2 separate regions of the Mus musculus genome follow, and region 2 is linked to region 1. A link is a contact called in public HiChIP or PLAC-seq data. All regions are on one chromosome and are shown on one strand. The core of a region is the stretch at or near the end of the contact, and the rest is flanking DNA. Distances in the headings are between cores, read along the strand shown.

Evidence for each region. HiChIP or PLAC-seq counts read pairs in DNA pulled down with a chosen protein or histone mark.
Region 2: a contact with region 1 is called in an H3K4me3 HiChIP or PLAC-seq map of forebrain, with 7 times the contacts expected there. The contact joins the promoter of Magel2 here to the enhancer-like site in region 1. A contact is called at or near these places in 20 of 39 promoter capture datasets (the 3T3-L1 cell line, the C10 cell line, the HPC-7 cell line and 11 more), 5 of 15 datasets of contacts at CTCF or cohesin (the NIH/3T3 cell line, embryonic stem cells, pro-B cells and 1 more), 130 of 484 Hi-C or Micro-C datasets (3T3-L1-derived adipocytes, the AML12 cell line, the AtT-20 cell line and 61 more), 24 of 115 datasets of contacts at active chromatin or transcription factors (PVALB interneurons, astrocytes, a beta-TC-6 cell line and 15 more) and 4 of 9 other capture datasets (adipose tissue, embryonic stem cells, embryonic tail and 1 more).

The regions. Positions count from the first base shown.
Region 1 is chr7:62,207,834-62,210,844 of GRCm38.p6, forward strand. No RefSeq gene overlaps it. Among named protein-coding and RNA genes, the nearest start is that of Gm42395, 100 kb to the right of the region's middle. Within about 2 kb of position 1,503, at least 23 of the 459 cell types and tissues checked have an H3K27ac peak or open chromatin away from gene starts, as enhancers often do. A contact at or near this core is called in PVALB interneurons, cerebral cortex, cortical neurons and 6 more, where this site is marked.
Region 2 is chr7:62,375,414-62,378,424 of GRCm38.p6, forward strand. It overlaps Magel2 (melanoma antigen, family L, 2), which reads left to right and starts at 1,566. Exons shown (of 1, transcript NM_013779.2): 1 at 1,566-3,011. The coding sequence starts at 1,937. All of the region lies in intron 1 of Gm32061 (predicted gene, 32061), which reads right to left.

The DNA.
Region 1 (3,011 bases), core at 253-2,752:
AATCAAAACCTCATTTATGTAACACTGGGAAAAAGAGTGATGTGAAGGAGCACATGTAGGAACTAATAAAATTATTAATAACTACAAAGTCACTTGAGTCATGGGAAGGTTTCATAGGTGAGATGAAGATAATTTTTATAATTCACTAAAATATTTTTATGGTTTTGTCTTGAAATTTTATACAATTTTATAATATAAAGATTAATCCTACATTCTGTATAAATTAAACAGTAGGTTGGGTTTCCCTAAGGAGTAATTTGAACAAAACAGAATAACTCTTTTTTGGATATTTGTAAAAAACCCTGATTTCTGAAAGTAGTGGGGAAAGGGATATGACCCAAGTAGCTTAAAAATAACTGGACATTCCATCCCCAAATGAGAAGAGAATTATCTGAGAATACTGCTAATTATTAGAAATATTGCTTCCTCAGTATGGGCGTCTGATTTTGTAACCACTCTGCATCAAATGTTTGTGTTGATTTCTCAAATCAATGAAGTCAAATTTCTCACTGATAAAGATGCTATGTATAATTAAATAAAATGAGGTAGACTATTCATGTTCTATAAACTCAAAGAAAAGATCTAATTAAGTATAATTAAGGCATGTTCATAAGGACAGTTATAAAATTGCACAAAAAAAGTAAAAAGAACACCTGTGTTCTGGTATCCCCCTTCTCTTAACCCGCCCCACCCCAATAGCCCCATTTCCTGGTTTCTGCCAGAACTCTAAGCCAAACACACAAATCTAAAAAGTCAAGGCTACAACCCACATATGAGAAAGATTGTGTGCTGTTTGACTCTCAGCCTGACCACTGATGGCTACTAGGTAAATGAATGTAAGTTTTCTTCAGGGTTGTGTTTAGGGGTAGCTTGCATGGCTCAAGAATGTACATCAAGGAACACTAACTGGATTCAGTACTTTATTTGGGGGCAGGAGGAGAGTTGAGAAGGGCACAGTGGGGGCAGGGAGGAGCTTGGGGAGTTTGGGGATGAACATATTCTAAATACATTGTATACACAAATTAACTCCTCAAGGAATAATTTAATTTAAATAACATATTTTAGAAATCAAAGTAAACAAATATAATCTAGTTTTTATAGGAATACTATTAGTTTGATAATTTGATAAAAGAAATATGCAAAAATAATGAGATAAACACCAAATCTCCAACAGATTTTTGCTTTTGGACATGCAGAAATGTACCTTTGAAAATGGCCAGATATTAATTCTTTAGCAATGATTAAATAAAAATATACAAATATATGGCAATTCCCTTTGTTTGCTAAAATTCCTTATGAATAATTGGCAAATAAAAACCATACTTAACTTCAGGATACGTTGATAAGGAATGTAAGGGGACATATGAAAGAAAATAAAAGTAAAATTACACGTTATGATTTGAGGTACAAGGTAAAAATCACGAAGTCGTTTTGAATACATTGCATAGTACAAAGCAAGATGCAGAGACACCAGACAATCTGTACCTATGCTAAGAATGCAGGGAAGACTCCCACAACACAGTGACTTTCCACTTATGCTTTTATATCGAATCCCTCTGCAAACACTGAATGCCCATCACCCATCGGCGCAGTCCAGCGACCTGAAAACCTTACCTCTGAAAAGGCTTTCATCTGGTGAAGTGGTTGGCCTTGTCTGTGTTAGACCCTCCATTTCATTCTCTGCGCAGCTGCAGACCCTGCCCATCTGCAGCTTCCCGGCAGGCTGTTCGCGGCTTCCATCTAGTGGACACTAGGTGGCAATGTGAACTGTCATTCTGAACTACTTGATCTAGAAAGTTTAGCTAAGCCTGAAAAAAATAGTTTGGGAAAAAAAAAAAAAAAAAAAAAAAAAAAAAAAACCTAACATGAACTTATTTGCCTGGTAGGATGGAGTCCTCGTAAATGGCAAAAGGGAAAGAAATGTAGACAGAAGAAAGGTAGACGAAGCCTGTTAGCCTAAGTGCCCAGCAGTCATTTCCATGCAACTTGCACCCTTCCTAAATCCAGCCTTTGAGGAAATAACCCTGAAAAGAGCCTTCTGGGCTTTTCTTGAAAACAGACATCTTGGTTTAGAGAGCATAATAGGGAATAAATGTAATGATAAATAAATTACAAAATTCTGCAATATAACAAGCAATTCTTCTGGGAGATACATCCCCATCTCCTCCTTACCTGTATCCTCTCACCTGTCTAGTATCCTACGTATGGTTCCCTGCTATATTGCAAATTCAGCGGATTCTTGTTATCTCCTAGCCTGTTGCCATATATACAGTTGTTCCTCACCCCATATCCTTGCCTGACCAACTTGCCCTCCATCTTCAGAGCAAATTTTCTTTCTATAAGTAATGTATCCTTTCCATCCTATCTAGTTCTAATACTGTTCTTTTGGTTCCCCAGCAGCTCTCCCTAGCACCAGCTATTATTCAAGTTTTATGCATCCCTTAAAAATTAAATACCAGGGAAAATGGAAACTGTGTTTATGGGTGTGTCCCTGCAAGTCCCGTGTAGGTAGTGGGAAGAAGGAACACAGATTGTCTTTTATACTTAAGTTACACAAGAATTACTTAATGTCTTAACCTTCTGACATATATTCTATCTGCATTACAATAAAAACAAACCTTTGATTTGAGGATTTGAAGATGGTGACTTCTTAGTTCTTGTTTCTCAAGTCAAGACAGAGCCCCCAGATCCACACATTAATTGTTGCCTCTAGCCACCCGTTATCCACCCTTGTCAAACAGCTGGACAACATTGGTTCTCTCATCTGTATAAGAAATGGTTAAGTTGACTCTCTTAGGTCACTATCAAACATTCAAGTTTATTAACCTGTCTCTCTAGACAAATATTTTCAAAACTTTAGTAGTTACCATGTTTTCCCAATATCACACTGTATATTTTTTTAATGTATAACATTTTTAGCCTGGTAGCTAAAACATGCTATGACCTTCACTGTGTGTTCATGAATAAACAGGTCCTCACATTTCTATTATATTCTGCTCATTCACTTCTAT
Region 2 (3,011 bases), core at 316-2,815, 170 kb after region 1:
AAAAGAGAGCAAAGGGGTTCTGTGTTTATTCTAGGTTCTTCCCAAAGGATTGTATTCCCCCGATTTCACAATTCTTGTAGAGATCGGGGCTATGAACCTGAGGTGAAGAATAAAACTGAAAATCATGACAACATTGAAGTGTTCATTCTATGGAAAGTCATTTCTGCTTAGAAGGCAACCTTGTTTTGCATGTACATAGAAGTGAGAGATTGTCATGAATCTCTGGTGTAACATGCTTTCAAAGACTGGATGGTCTCTGAAATATGAGCCCCAAATTCTGCCATAATTATTTAACAAACGGTCAGTCATCCTGGGGCATATTTCTTCTTTATGGCCCACCAGTTAAAAACGAACAACAACAACAAAACTATTTAGGAGCATGTGCTGAAGGTATGTTAAGAGTTGGGTACAGCCTTCAACATTCTCTTCTGCCCCCTAGTGGTTTCTTTCCTCACCTTGGACGACTGCCCTAGGCTGCAAACCACTCCTTGTAAAGGAATCATAATGCTAGTTACCGTCTATAAACCACTAAACTTGACCTAAACTGAGATTGCCACTTAATTTTGGGGAGAAAGAATACCAATATGCAGTAATTTTGATGGGTACCTCTTTATTTGTTAACATGGTATATGTCCATTTTTTAGCTGATTTTCCAGAAAACTTTTCTTATACTCTCCATTTTTCTAGAACTAATTTCCAGCACATTGCTTCATTTTTTAATTATTGTTATTTTCAGGATGTCTTTCACACTCTATTGTCTCATCTCACCCACTTTAGAAGTTGATTTTCCCGCGTTTAAACTTCTGCCTCCGTGAATTTCTGTTAATTTACTTCCAAGGTTCCTTTTCTTTCCTCTCTAATTGGCTCGTCTTTTCTCTACCCGATTCTACGATGTAGTCAGTATTCTTCTAGATGAGTTTAGATTTTCCCCCCTCTGAACACACTTTTAAACAATTGTATCCACTACTACTACTATGTTTTGATAAAGAATGGGCAAACTTGATTCTCGGATCCTCGTAATGAATACAGTTATAATAGACCACCTATGTTATCCCTGGGTTGACTGACTCATGTCCTAGCAAATATTCATCAACTCCCCTTACCCTGCATGTGCTTCCTGCCCTTCAGTTACTTGACAGAATAAACTACTCCAGGAAATTCACACACCCGAGACAGATACCTGAATACAGTCATTTTTTTCTACACCTTCGTTAAATTGTAATAGCTGTCTCGAATAGCTCCCCAGTCCCTCTTACGTCAATGTACTTCGTTTCTGAGCTCAGACCACACCACTACCCCCACCTTTGGACATGTTCCATGTTGCTAGTGGTTTATTCCCACTTCATAATGCAGCACAGTGATTTTTTTTGAACCGTAAATCTGTCCCTATCACTTGCCTATATAAACTCTTGCTTAAAGAGTATGAACTAGCTTAGTTGAGGATCTATACCGCAGGAGAAGGGATATTGAGTCAGTCGGGACTTTGGTAGACGCCCCTCTGAACAATCCACTTGTGGTGGTCGGGGGCGGGGAAGGGGCGGGATTGAGCCCCCTCCCCCCTCCTTCTTACTGCGGAGAGCTGCAGAGCCAGCCGACACTCTGTGTGAGCTGCGCTGCGAGCTGTGAGCTGAGAGCTGTGAGCTGCGTGGCGGAGCAAGCCAGGCAGTAGCACTTGGCTGAAAGCTGCGGTGCTAGCCAGGCAGCGCTCGCTGAGAGTTGCGGTGCCAGCCAGGTAGTGCTTGCTGAGAGCTGCTGAGAGAGCCCAGCTGCGCTCGCTGAGAGCTGCGGAGAGAACCGCGGAACACGCCAGTCTGCACCGGCTTCCTATTCAGCCTTCAAGCTGGAGGGGGATCCTGGACAGCCACGTCGGCATGCTCAGCACTGGAAGAAAAAGCGCAGCAACCGGAGACGGGCCACCACCAGTCAAGCAAGGGACATGTCGCAGCTAAGTACGAATCTGGGGGATTCCAGCCCTCCGGAGTCCCCAGTGCCTGCAGTCCATAGCCGCCCTACGGTTCTGATGCGGGCTCCGCCTGCTTCCTCCCGGGCTCCTCCTGTCCCCTGGGATCCACCTCCAGTGGACTTGCAGGCTCCCATGGCTGCTTGGCAGGCTCCTCAACCTGCCTGGGAGGCTCCGGAGGGCCAGCTGCCTGCCCCAGTGGCTCAGCTGGCCCAGCCTCCTGGTCTAGGGGCCCCAATGGTCCAGGCTCCACCGCTCGGAGGGGGGATGGCCAAGCCTCCAACTCCTGGAGTCTTGATGGTCCATCAGCCCCCTCCGGGAGCCCCCATGGCCCAGTCTTCAACTCCGGGAGTCCTGATGCTACATCCTTCTGTCACGGGGGCCCCTTTGGCTCATCCTCCTCCCCCAGGAACCCCGATGACACACCCTCCCGGGACCTCGATGGCGCACCCTCCTCCTCCTCCTCCTCCCCCTCCTCCTCCTCCTCCTCCTGGGACCCCAATGACCCACCCACCTCCTCCTGGGACTCCGATGGGTCACCATCCTCCTCCTGGGAACCCTATGACCCATCCTCCACCGGGGAACCCGATGGTGCATCCTCTCACTCATGGAGCCCCGATGGTCCATGGGGGACCACATGGAACTCCAATGCCGCATGTTCCCATTACGGGGACACCGATAGCCCAGCAGCCAACTCCAGGAGTCCTGATGGCCCAGCAGCTGACACCGGGAGTCCTGATGGTCCAGCCGCCTGCTCCGGGAGCTCCGATGGTCCAGCCACCTCCACAGGCTGCCTTGATGACCCAGCCTGCACCTTCGATTACTCCGATGGCCAAGCCTCCAGGTCCTGGTGTCGTGATGATCCATCCTCCAGGTGCCAGAGGTCCAATCATTCAGACTCCAGTATCAGGAGCACCAATGGCTCAGACAGTGCTGCCCCCTGGGCAGCCTCTGGCCACTTGGGCCCCACAGGGTCAGCCTTTGATCCTACAAATCCAGTCTCAAGTCATAAGGGCTCCTCCACAGGTTCCCTCTGTACCACAAGCCCCCC